2 separate regions of the Mus musculus genome follow, and region 1 is linked to region 2. Evidence: chromatin contacts called from public HiChIP or PLAC-seq data. All regions are on one chromosome and are shown on one strand. The core of a region is the stretch at or near the end of the contact, and the rest is flanking DNA. Distances in the headings are between cores, read along the strand shown.

The links. HiChIP or PLAC-seq counts read pairs in DNA pulled down with a chosen protein or histone mark.
Region 1: a contact with region 2 is called in an H3K4me3 HiChIP or PLAC-seq map of bone marrow-derived macrophages, with 6 times the contacts expected there. The contact joins the promoter of Nfil3 here to the enhancer-like site in region 2. A contact is called at or near these places in 4 of 39 promoter capture datasets (liver, macrophages, maxillary cranial neural crest and 1 more), 2 of 15 datasets of contacts at CTCF or cohesin (CD8 T cells and the NIH/3T3 cell line), 20 of 484 Hi-C or Micro-C datasets (B cells, CD8 T cells, the N1E-115 cell line and 11 more), 28 of 115 datasets of contacts at active chromatin or transcription factors (the 230-238 cell line, CD8 T cells, DN3 thymocytes and 17 more) and 5 of 9 other capture datasets (adipose tissue, embryonic stem cells, liver and 2 more).

The regions. Positions count from the first base shown.
Region 1 is chr13:52,977,522-52,984,831 of GRCm38.p6, forward strand. Nfil3 (nuclear factor, interleukin 3, regulated) reads right to left here and starts at 3,518. Exons shown (of 2, transcript NM_017373.3): 1 at 3,340-3,518.
Region 2 is chr13:52,792,050-52,799,147 of GRCm38.p6, forward strand. No RefSeq gene overlaps it. Among named protein-coding and RNA genes, the nearest start is that of Gm33315, 34 kb to the right of the region's middle. Within about 2 kb of position 3,327, at least 9 of the 459 cell types and tissues checked have an H3K27ac peak or open chromatin away from gene starts, as enhancers often do. A contact at or near this core is called in the SCID.adh cell line, bone marrow-derived macrophages and hematopoietic stem and progenitor cells, where this site is marked.

The DNA.
Region 1 (7,310 bases), core at 2,268-4,767, 190 kb after region 2:
ACTTGGGACCTTGAAGCACTTCGATGCTTCAAGAATTATCTTGGTACAAACATTAAGTAACACGCACAAGGCAAGGGTATTCAGGGGTAACAGAGAAGGTGAATCTTTACAGGCCCAATACCAACCTGTCTTCATTCTTTCTGTGAGATTCGGTTCCGTAAAGGAAAGCCAGTCCAAACATAAGCATTCTGGAAACATTTACTGAGCCCCTTCTTAACTGTGCGGATCCACGGGCTTCCTTCCCCTCAGGTTTCCCTGAAAGGCAGTGAAGGTCTATCATATACTGAGGAGAGAGTATCATATACTGGGGAGAGAGCAGCACTTACACCTGCCTTTTTTGCATCTCCCAAAGCAGACTCCCAAAGAGGGTCCTTAGGGTATCCAAGAGCATCATTTGATGCTGAATTCCAGGTTTGCCATCCAGAGAGCAGCCTGAGCTGATCACCCTCCAAACACCAGGAGGCTTTCCTGTGGCTTCAGAAGGCCACCGGGAGAAACGTGGAGCTGTGATGAAGTAGAGAGAGGAAGTAGAGAGGTACTTTTACAGGAGAGACAGCTACATCTATGTGGGTGACTTTGAATTAGGGACTCCCGACCATATATATCATCCCGGGCTTTGGATCAAATAAACTTTAGCTACAATAAGAAAAAAAAAAAAAAAAAAAACTGGGTTCCACTGTCCATGTTCAAGCACTGTCCCTCCTATCCATCACGATCAAGACTGCCCTCCCTTCTTTCTGTAGCCATTTAGATGTCCTGCTTTTTCACTCCGTGAATGGAGAAGAGATCTTGCCTCTGAAATTCAACGGAGACTCCAGAAACAAAGATATCTGTGGGGGTCGCGGCTAGCGGTGCTCCGGAGTAGAGTCAGCTTCTGGCTCGGTCTGCCTGAGGCTGCACTGTCCCGAGGCCCAAGGCCACCGGAGCCGGCGCCCAGGAGGCACGCCTGCTCTCCGCCTCAGGCCACCGGCTCCGGGCGAGCGCAGCTCACCGAACTCGGCCCTGCAAGCCTCCGCCCCGCTCGCGGCCGCGCCCCCACGCCGCGCCGCTCCCCAGGCCCGCCCCCCGCCGGGTGGGCGGCGCAGCGGGGCCTCGGCGCCGCGAGGACCCCCGCGCCAGAACAAAGGAATGCGGGAGGGGCCGGGGAGCCGCGCGGGCCACCGCGAGGCGCGTCCAGTTGCTGCCCAAGGGGAGCGTCTTGGGTCGAGGTCTCTGCCTGCCACTGCCAGGCGCGTGCCCGGTCTCCCGGACCAGCGAGGGGCGCAAGGACGCATGATGAAAGGTGGCGCTGCAAAGTCCCCCCAGGCCCCCCGCCTCTGAAGGCTTGGGTCTCCCAGCCCAGCACGCAAAGTGGGTCAGGGTCTGCTGCTGGGGGGCCTACTGCAACTGCAGCGTCTTGGAAAACGGCTAAAATAGGGATAATATGTTCCAGGAGTCATCATCTAGAATGTCTCCGCCCCCTAAAATAATATTGTAGTTCAATTATGTAAATGGTACGCTAAGAAAACTATATCTCACAGACACTATTAAATACGTATATTCACACATCATTACACTAAGTAAGAATCCGGGAAGAAATTTAATATCCGGATACTTACCATATTATTCTATCTCCAAGAATAAAACTAGGTTATACAAGGCAAAAATACAATCTACTAACCTATATATACTTCCCATAACTCATATCTGATCTGGGGGAAATTATGATGTGAAATAAATACTTTTGACCTCATTAGCCGTTGTTATTTACAAAAGCCAGAAAAGAAGGTGTCACTTGGCCATTCCCTGTTGCCCTCTGAACGCAGCAGTTCCTCCAAAGTGTCCTTTAAAATGATAAATGGGGCCCCCGCGTTCACCAGCAGTCTCTGGGTGCTGCGAAATGCCTTCCTAAAAATACAGTCTTATCAGAGGTCTTGGAAGGCGTGGAGTTAAAACTACAGCAAATGGCCTTGAGCTCGTATTTGCACACAGCCCTGGAGAAACCAGAAATAGCACTGAGGCCAGGATTGTTAAAATGTGATAGGGCTATATTTAGAAAGACGTACATTTCTTTTAGGGTAAAAGACACACATTTGGCAAGCATGAGCTATGTCAAGGCTTAGTCGGTCGTCACTTTCCGGCTTAAAATATCCTTTAAAAGAACCAACAAAACCCCTGTTGATGGTGACATTCTTCAACGCTGAGATTGCCCTACTTTCTTTGTGGCAAGATTATAAAATCACGTAATTAGCTCCCTTTCTATGCTCAACAGCCAGCAAATTCGGCAGTTACATAACCTCACATTTCCAGGAATCTAGTAATGATTTGTCTTGTGGTGTCTTAAAAAAAAAAAAAAAAAAGCCAATGACGATAAGGTGAGAAAAAAAAAAAAGAAAGAAAGAAAAAGAAAGGCTGATGAAACGCATCGCATTCCAGTTGGGAAAAGTGGGGAGGCAAACGTCACAATGGCTCGTCCGGGTTTTAAAAATAACACCTCGGAACATTTAAGGAGCCCCCCCTCCCCCGCGCGCATTAGTGTCCAAGACTAGGATTTCTTCTTTCTTAATAATGAACTCCATAGAATCGTTTTTTAAAATATGCGTATTTGGGACGATACAGAGGTACCAATAAGGATCTAATAGCCAACGCTGCGCTAAAATGACCAAATCATTGCACACAAATCACACGCGCACATTCTCACATCAGTTCGTCCTCGGTGCCCACGTTTCATCGCTGGCCCATTATGCAATGTAAGAAAGGACACATCCCTCCACCTTCCCGAGGGCTCGTAAAACACGGTGACGACAAACGGGTTGGAAAACGTCGGTGCCGACACAGCGCCTGACACAAACAAACGCCGCGCAGGCATCTCCGATTGCCGTCACCGTTGGTACTCCCAATCCTCCTAAGCAAATCAAGACTCAACCCTCCCCTTAGCTGGCCCGGATTGGGGACTAGCGCGGAGAGACCCCGGAGAGCAGGGCAAGTCGTCTGGCTGCTAAAAGGATCGGCCTCCACTCCGCCTCCACGGCGCGCTCTTCGCCACCGAAACATCAATTTTCCTGAAATCCGGAGACATTATGCAATAGCGGGGAGGAGGAGGGAGCGCGCGGCAGCCCGGGCTACGTGCGGGCGCCAGGGCGCTGCAATCAAAGCAGCTACCTTAAGGTGGCGAGTCCCCCCTCCTGCCAAGGCAGCAAAAGTTTATGTAATGCATGCCCCGCGCACACTCGCCGCCTCCCGCCAGCCCTGCGCCGCGCCCGCACGCATCCCGCGCCCTACGCCCGCCGGCCGCGCGCTCCAAGAGCGGGCACGGAGCAGAGCAGGGCCCCCGGGGCCGCCGGTGGGCGGAGCGCTTACCGTGGTTCTGCTCCCTGGTCCGTGAGGGGGAAAAGAAAGGGCGGCTGTAACCGGGCTGGCGGCGCCGGGGCGCGATTCAAGCTCCGCCGGGCCCTCAGCGGGCGGTGGCGAGGGCGCGGCGCGGGAGACGAGCGGGCGCGCCGGGTCCGCGGGCGCCGTGGCCGCGCCGAGAGATGTGTGTTAGTAGGTCAGTTCCGAGCGCCGCGCTACGTCGCCGCCCGCCAGCCCCGCCGTGACGGGCGGCGGCCGCCCCAATCGCCGCGCCCGCGCCCGCCCCCGGCCCGCCGCCACTGGCCGCGCCGACAGGGGCGGGCTCCCCACCGCCCCGCCCCGCCCCGCCCCGTCCTCTCCGCCGCGGCGCCACTGGCAGTCCGCGTCCTTCTCTGGCCGCGGCCGCAGCTGCTACCCGCTGTCCGTGGGGACCCAGGCCGAGCGCTATGTTGCGCAACGGGACGCACCGCGGAGCAACCCGAGGCACGCCTAAGAGGAGCCCAGGACCCTTTTGCCCATTGCCGGCCGCGCCCTCCGGGTCGCTGCGCTCGCTCCGTGGTGCCAGCACCTTTTTTTGTTTGTTTGTTTCCCGGAGAGCCACAGAGGGCCGGGCTACCTGTTGCCAATAGAACCCCGGGTGAGGGCTATGGGGACACGGGCGTGGCGGGGACCTTGGCCTCCTTGTGCCCACGGTCCCCTCTGAGACCGGGAAAGGGGCGCGGCAGCCGGGCTACTGAAATGTCCCGCTCCTCTCCCGGGCAGCGCCGCAACGGTAACACAAACAGCGCTCCCGACACAATTAGGGCGAAGACGACCCCTACAAAGTTGTTGCGTAACACGGTTGGGAAACCAAGCTAGACCCGGTTGGTCTGTGTCCCCGACCACGTGGAGAGGTGGCGGCTGTCTCCGAGGACCTGAGAGTCCGCGGCCTCGGTGTCCCCGGCTGGGAAACCTACCCGCTTTCGGTGCTCGGGCTAGAGCAAGCCACGGAGGGCATTCCCCAAGCATCTTGAACTGGTAGTTCTCCTCTCCTTTCGGTTCTCAGTGAACACGCCAGCCAGCCCCCACCCCACCCCCCTTTCCCCAATTCCTGGGATGTACAAAAGACATAAGGAAATGGGAGACAGAGCATCTGGTGGCATGTTCTTAAGTCAGTCATCGGGTTGGCTATTGTAAAGGAACGTGGCAAACACTCCCCGCGTTTACAGACACGTAAGATTATAGCCGGCCTTGGCAAAGGGAGCCATATTCCTGACAGTGACGCACGCGCTTGCCCAAATACGGAATGTGGCAGGTGGCAAGGTCCTTGAGCTCGGACTGTGGGACCTGGGCTCGAATGATTCCCTCACTCAACCCCCTCCTTTCTCATTTTTCAAAGAAAGCAAACCCCAAAATAAAGAGTGAGTGTGCGGGACCCCCACCCGGAACATCTCACCAAGTGGATCTCTTTCCATTTACTCAAGACACACAGTAGTAACTCCACAAATAATCTCCGAGGCACATCCAGTGGTGATTTAAATGCCATTCACCGTTGGACTTTTGGACGCCTTCACAGGGCAATAATGATGGAGTCTAGCTGGTAAAATACCCCTTAACCAATAAAGCCCCCATAGCACAGATACGCAATAGAGGATAAATCTCCTTTCACGGGTGCTGATCAGTTCAGGGAACACCCCCTCCCCCCTTTACACTTTGTTTGTTTGGATTTTTTTTTGTTTTTTGTTTTGTTTTTTTCCGAAGAACTAACTACCTTGATGTAAACGAATCTTGATTTGGTTAATCGGTTCCACTTTTCTCGAATTTACTGATGTCATAGGATCCCTAAGTAGGTAGAATCGGGGAATAGCGTTTTCACAAAAAAAAAAAAAAAAAAAAAAAAAAAAAAAAAAAAAAAATTGAACTTGCCTGACTCACCCAAGGCTGACAGCGGAAGAACGGACTGCTGTGACCCACGAAGCTGTTCTTTATACTGAATTTTGAAATCTGATGCCTGTCTTCATTCCCGGGGGCAGTTTACATTGCGCCTCCACCACATTTATGCTTCCGTCATTGTCATCTAACTTGGAAATCAGAGGAAGTGTGAAAGATGTCTCTGATATCAACTTGGAAAACAACTCATTCGCGCCCCCTGGTGCTTAAAAACAGCTCAACAAGGTGATGGAGGCTCGGTCTCCAGGACCCGGGTGATGATGCGTCCGGTGTTACACCCTGGGGGTCCACCTAGTGGGCAAGTGCTTGCAATTAATTGAACTAGAAGAAAATTGAAACATAACCCTGGGGTGGGAGAATTTCCCCCAAGTCTCCAGTGTGCTGATTACTGAACAGGCTGTAAGTAGGGTCTCCCGAATAGGGAGATGGTGGAGGACTTTAATTGAAGTATGACTTTCAAACGAGTTTTTTGCGGAAGTGCTGGGGCTTGAACCCTGGACTGCTACGTGCTAAGCAAGTGCTTTATCGGTATCCTACCTTCGCAACCAAACTCAAAACGTTCTTACTCTAAGTGGCTGGTTTGTTTCAGAGCGGGAATTGGGTTTGGATGCAGGAGCCAAAGAGAGATGATCTAGACCAGAAAGCATTTAAGAATCGCTTTGTGTTTATACACTGCTGTAGCACACTTTGAGCAGCCAATATAAGAGGTGTAAGCTGAGAGCAGGTGGAGGATGTGGCTCTCTCTGAGAAAAATTTCAGGGCGTGTCCAGCTGGAGGGTCGAGAGTACGCTGATGTACGCAACCCGAGGGTTTTTTCTTTCACAGCGCCCGGCATCGAACTCAGGTCTAAGCCTGGTTACACGACTTCAGCCCAGTGTCCAGAAGCTCTTGGCTTGGGCCTTGATACATACACCTAGTATTTTATGGGGGTTCAGGAGGTGAGCCACCCTTGGACTCTGTCACGAAGAGAAAATGCCTTCACTGTTACAATACCAGATCAGGGGGACTGTGGCTCCAAGTTTTCAAAAGGTGACATTAAAAATACCTCGTGTGTGTGTTATGTATGTATATGAGTGTGAGAAATATCCTGCTTTTCGATGTTGGCAAGGAATTAATTTTCTTTAAAAGTGATGGCTTAGTGGAGAAAGGCACTTGCCACCAAGCCTGACACCTGAGTTTGAGCTCTGGTGGAAGGGGGTAACTGAGACATTAAAGCTGTCCCCATAACCTCCGTATGTGCACTATGGTGTAGGTTTGAGTGGACGCACACATACAACACATCATAAATAAAAGATAAATAAATGTAATGTATTTTAAAATAAATAAAACACTTTACTAATTGTAGCTCAGTTGGTAAAGTGCTTGCCTAGCATGCGCAGACGCCTGGGTCCAATTCCCAGAAGGAGATGAAACAGACTTGGTAGTACACGTCTGTCATCCGAGCACCCAGGAGGTGCAGGCAGCAGGATCAGACATTCAGTCATTTTCAGTTGTAACATCAGCCTCTGCCATGTGAGACTGTTTATGACTGATTGACTGGATAAATGGCTGAATGCATGAATGAATGAATGAATGAATGGTCAAATGACTGGCTGAAAGAATGAATGAATTGGTCTAGGACTTATCTGGATGGAATCTAGAGATGGAAAAATGAAGTCCTGTGGATATGGCTGGAAGGACAGTCACAGGCTAATGACAAGCCAAGCCTACAGCTCTCACTCTCTCTGCTCTGTATACCAGATGTCTGAATTTCTCTGTGGAAATGTTTCATTCGCTATGCACCCTTTGATGACCCCACCCCTTATTTGGTGGCCATGGCCAATGGGAGCACTCACTACCTACCACTGTACTGTGCTTATTGACCATCTAGTACCTCTTATTTGTCTTTAATTTTTAAAAGATTTATTTATTTTTATTTTATGCATGAGTGCATATTATTGTCTGCATGTATGTTCATGCACCACATGTGTGCCTGGTGCCTACAGAAGCCATAAGAGGACATTCAATCCCCTGGGACTGGAGTTACAGCTGCTTGTGAGCTGCCATGTGGG
Region 2 (7,098 bases), core at 2,077-4,576:
ACTTCCCCCGTATCCTAATAACCTTTCTTTTCTACTACCTATGGTGGGTGGTGGGCTAAAAGGGAGGTTAGAGCATTTTAGAACTGTTATTAAAAGTAGGTTTTGAAAAAAAATCGAAGCCTACAAATAATAATAAATAATAAATAATAATAATAAATAAAAAAAGACAGAGGTGTGCTTGCTCTCTGAGCTGCAAGGTCCCTTTCTATCATCCACTCACAGAGCCTTAAAGGGCAGTAAGCTCCCAGAGCAACCATCCTGACCACCACCATGTAGGAATGAAACAAGGAAGCCAAGAACACATTTAAGAAACCTTCCGACGAGGTACAGAATCTCTGAGAGAGAGAGAGAGAGATTGAGAGAGAGAGAGAGAGGCCCCGAAACCGGAAGCAGATGCAAATAACGGACACAGCGGTCATCCAATGTGCTCTGATTCTAAATTCTATACAGAGCGGCATTTATTGCCATGCAGAGTGGGCTGACTTCATAGACTGACAAAGAGTGGAAATTTAAAGAAGCAGCAGAACTCTTATTTTAGTTAGTTTCCTGGAAAAGCAGGACACAGGGTACAAGGTACAAGGAAGACCCTGATTGGTTGCTGTCCGTGATGTCAGACTCCGGATCCAGCCAATCAGAAGTCAGAATCTTTAGTACAAAACTGCTGGCTGTGATGTTTATTGATAGAAGGTTCTGGACCCTCTGGGGACAGAGGGCCTTGCAGGGAGGCTGAACCAGCAGAAAGCCTTATGTAGCCCAGGCTGGCCTCAAATTTGTTACATACCCAAGAATGCCCCTGAACTTCTAACCTTCCTTCGTCCACTTCCCAGTTGCTGGAATGACAGGCATACACCGCCACATGCAGTGCAGGGAATGGACTCTGGGCTTCGTGCATTGCCAGGCAAGCATTCTGCCAACTAAGCTACATCACAAACCTCTGTGGCTCACTCAAACCTGCACTCTGACAAGTGATCTGGGCCTGGCCTGGGTGTGTGGGCTGACTGTTCTTAACCTGAGCCAGCCTAGAAGAGTGAGGGAGGCAAATTATAGTCCTGAGCTGTGTCCAGCCCACTATCTGTTTTTGTAAATAGGTTTTCTTTCAACATAACCACATCTCTTTGCTCAGTGGCTACCTCTGTGTGTCAAGGGTGGAGTTGGAAGCGTCTGGTAGAGACTGCAATGGTTTACAAAGTTTGAAGTCTTTAACCTTTATAGAAACTTGATACTTTCTCATTTTAAAAGTCCATCTACCTGAGAGAAAGGCCCTGGCAGCTGCAAGGACCACCACCCTGTTTCACACCTCACTCCTGGGGACAGGTGCTTCAGGGAGGCCTGCTGTCATTTACCAGTCAATGGGCCTTGGAAGTCCAATAGAGCACTCTGCTAGCCTAGGTCACCCACAGAGCTGGACAGTGAAACATGGCAGCCTTAAGCCTCTACACTCAGGAATGCTTTATAAAGGGGATAACTAGGACCTACTCCCCAACATGCATGCAAGCACGCATGCACACACGGTGTGCACGTGAACGCACACACATACACACACACGCACATGCACACACACACACACGCACATGCCCAGTGGCAGGGGTCCCTAACTGTACACTCATCTGGTTTCTGACACTGTCCGGCTACACTGAAGCACAACAACTTAGTTTTTCCGGAGAAATGCCGTCAGTCATACTGAAACTGCTTTCAACCACAGACTTCTGTTTCCTTCACCTTGACTGTCCCCTTCCTCTCTGCAGCACCGTGACCGCACTGTGCTCTGTGGGTTTGGCCTTTTTAGTGACTCTTACCACTAATAGAAGAGGATGCTACAATCCCCCCCTCGCCCCCAAGGTGGGAACTTCTCAGCCTTTGTGAAGCTGAAAGGCCACCTGAGTGTCTTTCAGATCAGCAGTATCTGGCTCTAGATTCCCGGGGTGTCTTTAAGGAAAGGTGCCGTCATGAAAATCTTTCCATGTTCTAACTGTGTGGAGCACCGTGTATCAAGGGCAGCAGCTTAGTGGTTTTCTCACTGGGAAACCACCAACTATTTCATTCCTCTGGGACAGTAAAAATCTGGACAAATTACTTACATTCCCTCTGGTACAGCAACATGGCCTCATCCCCCATGTCATGGACATTCCTGCAGAGGCTGGGAGAGGGACGGCTTTCCTCCATCAAGGGGTCTTTTTCCCCCAACCAAGGTGCCCATCTGTGCCCTAGTGCCTGGAACCTGAAGATGTATGTCATATTAAACGGTGAACAAAAGGGACTTTGCTGGTTTAATAGGACTGAAAACTTTATAATAAGGAGTTTGCCAGTGAGTCTGATTTGGCATCAGCCTGGCACAGCTGGTGATATGAAGAAACCTGAAGAGGGTGGAGCTTGCTCTGTTTGGGCTCCTGTACCAGAGTGGCGTAAGCTGGAGGGCTTTGTGAGCATCCGTGGTGTATTGCTTCCTTCTCGGAAGCTGAGAAGGGCCCAGGTCAAGGAGCTAGAAGAGTCCATGTTGGGAAGGGTTAGGGTTAGGGTTAGTCAGGCCACTCCCTGACTCCATGATGTTCTTTCCCACTGTGTCCCCACCCTAACCACCACCCAGGTGCTGGGGAAAGAGGCATCTCTCTGAGATCTCTTTCATAAGAAATCACAAACCCCATTCATGAGGTGCACCATTATGGCCTCTCACATCTCTTGATTTTTATGTATGCACCTGAATACCAGAGGAGGATATCAGACCCCATTCCAGATGGTTGTGAGCCACCATGTGGTTGCTGGGATTTGAACTCAGGACCTCTGCAAGAGCAGCCGGTGTTCTTACTGTTTGTTGAGCCATGTGGTAAAGCTCTGCTTCCTAATGCCAGGGCTGAGATCTCAGCATACGTGGGCTGGGAAGTAGGTGAAGGGCTCGCCCACTAAGCATGAGTGCTGGAGTTTGGAGCCACAGCACTGTTGTAAAAAGCCAGGTGGGGCAGGCTAGGTCTGTAATCTCAGCACTGGAGAGTCAGAAGCAGAGAGACCCCTGGGGCTCATTGCCAGATAGTCCAGCCAATGGGCTTCAGTTTCAGTGATAAACAAAACCACTTGATGAACACAGATACCTACCACACATAAGCATGCCCATTTGAGAGAGTCACATTCGGCCTAGAGCGGGGTGTTTCAGAGAACCTGGAACTCTTGTCACCTGCACTGGTTCAAAGACTCTATACAACACAAAGATAAGCTGAGACAGGACCTGGCTGGAAGTCCAAACCACGAAAGGGTTCCCTTTGACAGGAGCTGAGAACACTTCCCTATGCTCAGAATCTCTGAGTGGGAGGGAAGTCTCCCGTCCTCTGATCAGAATGTAGGAATAACACACAGTGTCTCAGTCAGTATCCTCTCCCTCAGAGGAAGTCCAACATGCAACAGTGATATGGGAGGCACCCTTAATTCTTGTGACCATGAGGTTGTCTCCAAAGAGTGAACTAGAAGAAGACAAAATATAGTTCTAGAGAGGATAGGCCAGGCAGGACATGGACATGCCCCTGAAGTGTGCCTACCCATTTTGAACTGCTTACTAAGCCATTAGCGCTGTTCCACAAGTTCTCATGCCACACTGAGTATAAACATCCCGTGAGTGATGAGGTGACTGCGCCATGGTGGAAAGAATCAGCCCATTTTTGTAGACTCTGTGCCGACCCCTACGTCCTAGGGATATTCATCAGCTCAGCAAAGACTATGTCAGAATTACTCAGCTCTCCTCTGCTCATGTCCACCCCTGTGAGATCACATCTCTACTACTTCCTCAAGCCTTGACCTTCCTTTTCCATCCACTCTCTGCCACATGTCTCTGGGACCCTGCAAGCAGGCTTCTCTCCACACTGTGTCTCCTTCCCCAACCTTCTGTTGCCCCAAGAACATGGGCATAGCACAGGACCACGGAGGATAAGAAGAACTGCTTGCTTACACCAGGGGCTCTCAACCCGAGCGTCATGATCCCTTTGGGGCTCAAAGGACCCTTCACTGGCGTTATCTAAAACCATGGGCAAACACAAATATTTACATTATGGTTCATAAAATAGCAAAATTAGAGTTATGAAGTAGCAGCAAAAATAACTTTACGGTTGGGGTGGGGGTCACCACATCATGAAGAACTGTATTAAAGGATCCTAACATTAGGAAGGCTGAGAACCACTGCCGTGCTTTGTACATACCCTTGGGAAGGGTGCTCTATGTACACTAAGCAAGCCTCAGACCAAGAGACCTAACATTGAATCTACTTTACCATGGGCAGAGACAGAGCCTCTATGAATAAAATCAATAAGGAAAATGATGAGGAATTTAGGAGCACATGGCTATAAATTGTCCAAGCGGAGGCCCTCAACAGAGAACGCTTTACACAAGAACTTGTTAAATAAAGCGTGCTTCTTGTGGGTTTGATGATTCCTTTCCATCAAGCCCCCTTCCTGTTAACATCAGGGTCCTTACCTTCCTTAGCACAAGGCCCAACTCTTCCTGTTCTTCCCTGGCCTGGCCACAGAGCAAGCCTGAGTCAGAATCCTTGTCACACCTTCCAGAAACTTCTCAGAATTTCAGAGACCATAGAGGAAAGTACCCCCCCCCCCATGCTCCTAGATACAGCAACAGAGTTGGAGCCATGTAACTCCCCAGCTCAGCCAGGACACGTAGGGCTCATAGCTGGCAAACTCAAATAAGGATCCCCCATGTAGATGAAGGTTCTTGCCCGCACTGTACTGTGATACACGCTCTAGGGGTCCCCAGCAGTACCCATACCTGAGATGATTCAGTAGAAAAAGTCCCTGTCCTGCGAACACAAGGACCTAAGTTCAAATTCCAGAAGCTGTGTGAAAATCAGGACAGGGCTGCACACCTCTATAATCTCAGCACTGGGGGAATTGGAAACATCAGATCCTCAGCCCTGATTGGCTACCGGCTAGATTGGTGAACTTCAGGTCCAGTGAGAGCACCTACCTCAATAAATACACAAATGTGGAAAGCCATCCTAGAACACCATCCAGCACTAGCCCTGGGCCTCCACACACATGAATTCACGTGCTTGTGCATCTGCATGCACATAGCCACACTAGCAAGTACACACCACATGCTACACACCACAACAATGCACACACATGCAGTCTCTACACCCTCCTCGTCCAGAGCAAAGTATACCTGAGCAGAAGGTAACTGTCAAAGGTGACAATGAGAGACCACACCTTTTAAGTTCAGGCTCCTTTTTAGAGAACTTAAACTCAGGTAAACTAACAGACTGGTACCTAACATCAGTTTCCAAGTCACCCTCTAACAAAACCGGAGTCTAGCTCCAGTTTCTAGGCTAACTCCAACAGACCAGTGTCTCTGGGTTAATTTCCCCCAACAAGCCACCGTTTCCAGGTTAATTCCCAACAAGCCCACCTCCTGCCTAACAACCACCATTGCAGAGGGAATAGAAGTTAAGTTTATGGCTTGACCCCCAGCAGCAGCCAATTATGTTAAAGGCCATAGTAGCTCTCCAATTAGATGCTTACCAAGCTAGAAACAGTCACCTCTCGCTTGATGCTTTCTATAAAGCCTTACCCCAATAGATATTCTCGGCTTCTCTCCACAAAACTTGTGTTGGCAGTAGGCTGAGGGGCTTGAGCTAGCTCAAATTAATGACCCTGTTGTGATCTGTATCAGATTGGCTCCTGTCCATTTGGGGAGGGGTCCACTAATACTTCCCTGGCACTACTACTTGAGTATGAATTGTTTGGGGATCTTGTTAAAATGTGGATTCTGATTCCAGAAGCCTGGGGCAGGTGGTGTTCTGAATTTCTGGGGACATCGTGTGATGCTAAACAGTAGGGAACAGCCTGGCTTCACAGATGAGTCTTCCAAGATCTGTGTCACCTCTGCCCCTGAAGGAAAAGAATGAATGGAAGGAAAGGAAGGAGGGGGAAGGGAGGGAAGGAGGGAGGAAGAGAAAGAGGGAGGAAAGAAAGGAGGGAGGGAACACATGCTCCTTCCTTACACGACATGAGAAACTGCACACTGCACTAAACACCAAGCCTAAAGCCACCAGCAGCAGCCCAGGACAAAGCCAGAGGACGCTCTGCCCATGTGGCAGCCATGGCTGCTCTTCTTCTGTACTTATGGGGTGGGCCCACCACAGCACCAACAGGGATAAAGGTGGGTGTTGGAACTCCTCCTCCACAGCCAGACACCCACACTGGGGATCTGCCTTTGCTTGTCTCAGTTTAAAGGGCACTTTAAAGCTCCCAAGCTTTGAGAAGCTCCCAAGGCTCTGCCATCCCTGAGACTCTGTAGGCACCGAGTGGTTACCGGGGAGTGAGAGGCATGTTCTTCAGTGATGCAGTATGTGTTTAAGGTTTTTGCTTTTGTTGTTGCTGCTGCTGCTGCTGTTTAAACTCTACAAAGGTACACTGAATCTTCAGAGAGACTTAATGCACACTACTGGCCACAGGCCATAGTCCGAGTAGTTAGAAGGTAGGACAGGATTCACCTGGATTCTTGAAGGGGCCTGGGAAATAGAGAGTGGGGGCTGGGTGTAGAGCTCTGTGTTTGAAATGCCTGCTGGACGAGTGGGTTACTGTCTCACTGAAAAGCAGCTTCAGAAAGAGAGGTTTAGCCGGGCATGGTGGCACACGCCTTTAATCCCAGCACTCGGGAGGCAGAGGCAGGTGGATTTCTGAGTTCGAGGCCAGCCCGATCTACAGAGTGAGTTTCAGGACAGCCAAGGCTATACAGAGAAACCCTGTCTAAAAACAAAACAAAACAAAACAAAACAAAACAAAACAAAACAAAACAAAACAAAACAAAACGAAAGAAAGAAAGAAAGAAGAAAAGAAAGAAAGAAAGGTTTGTCCTGGCTCTCAGTGGCACTACACAGTCCCTTGTGGCAGACGTTGGAGGTAGCAGCCTGAGGTGGCTCTTTGCAGTGTGTTCCCGGTCAGAACAGACAGAGTGACACAAGCTGGCACTCCATTTGCATCTTCCTCTTGATTTCACCCAGGATCCCAGCCCACTGAAGAGCAGCACCCACATTTAGGGTGAGTCTCCCCCACATCCGTTAACCTAGTCTAAGTAACAGGCCATGCTAACCCCTATCCGCTTGAC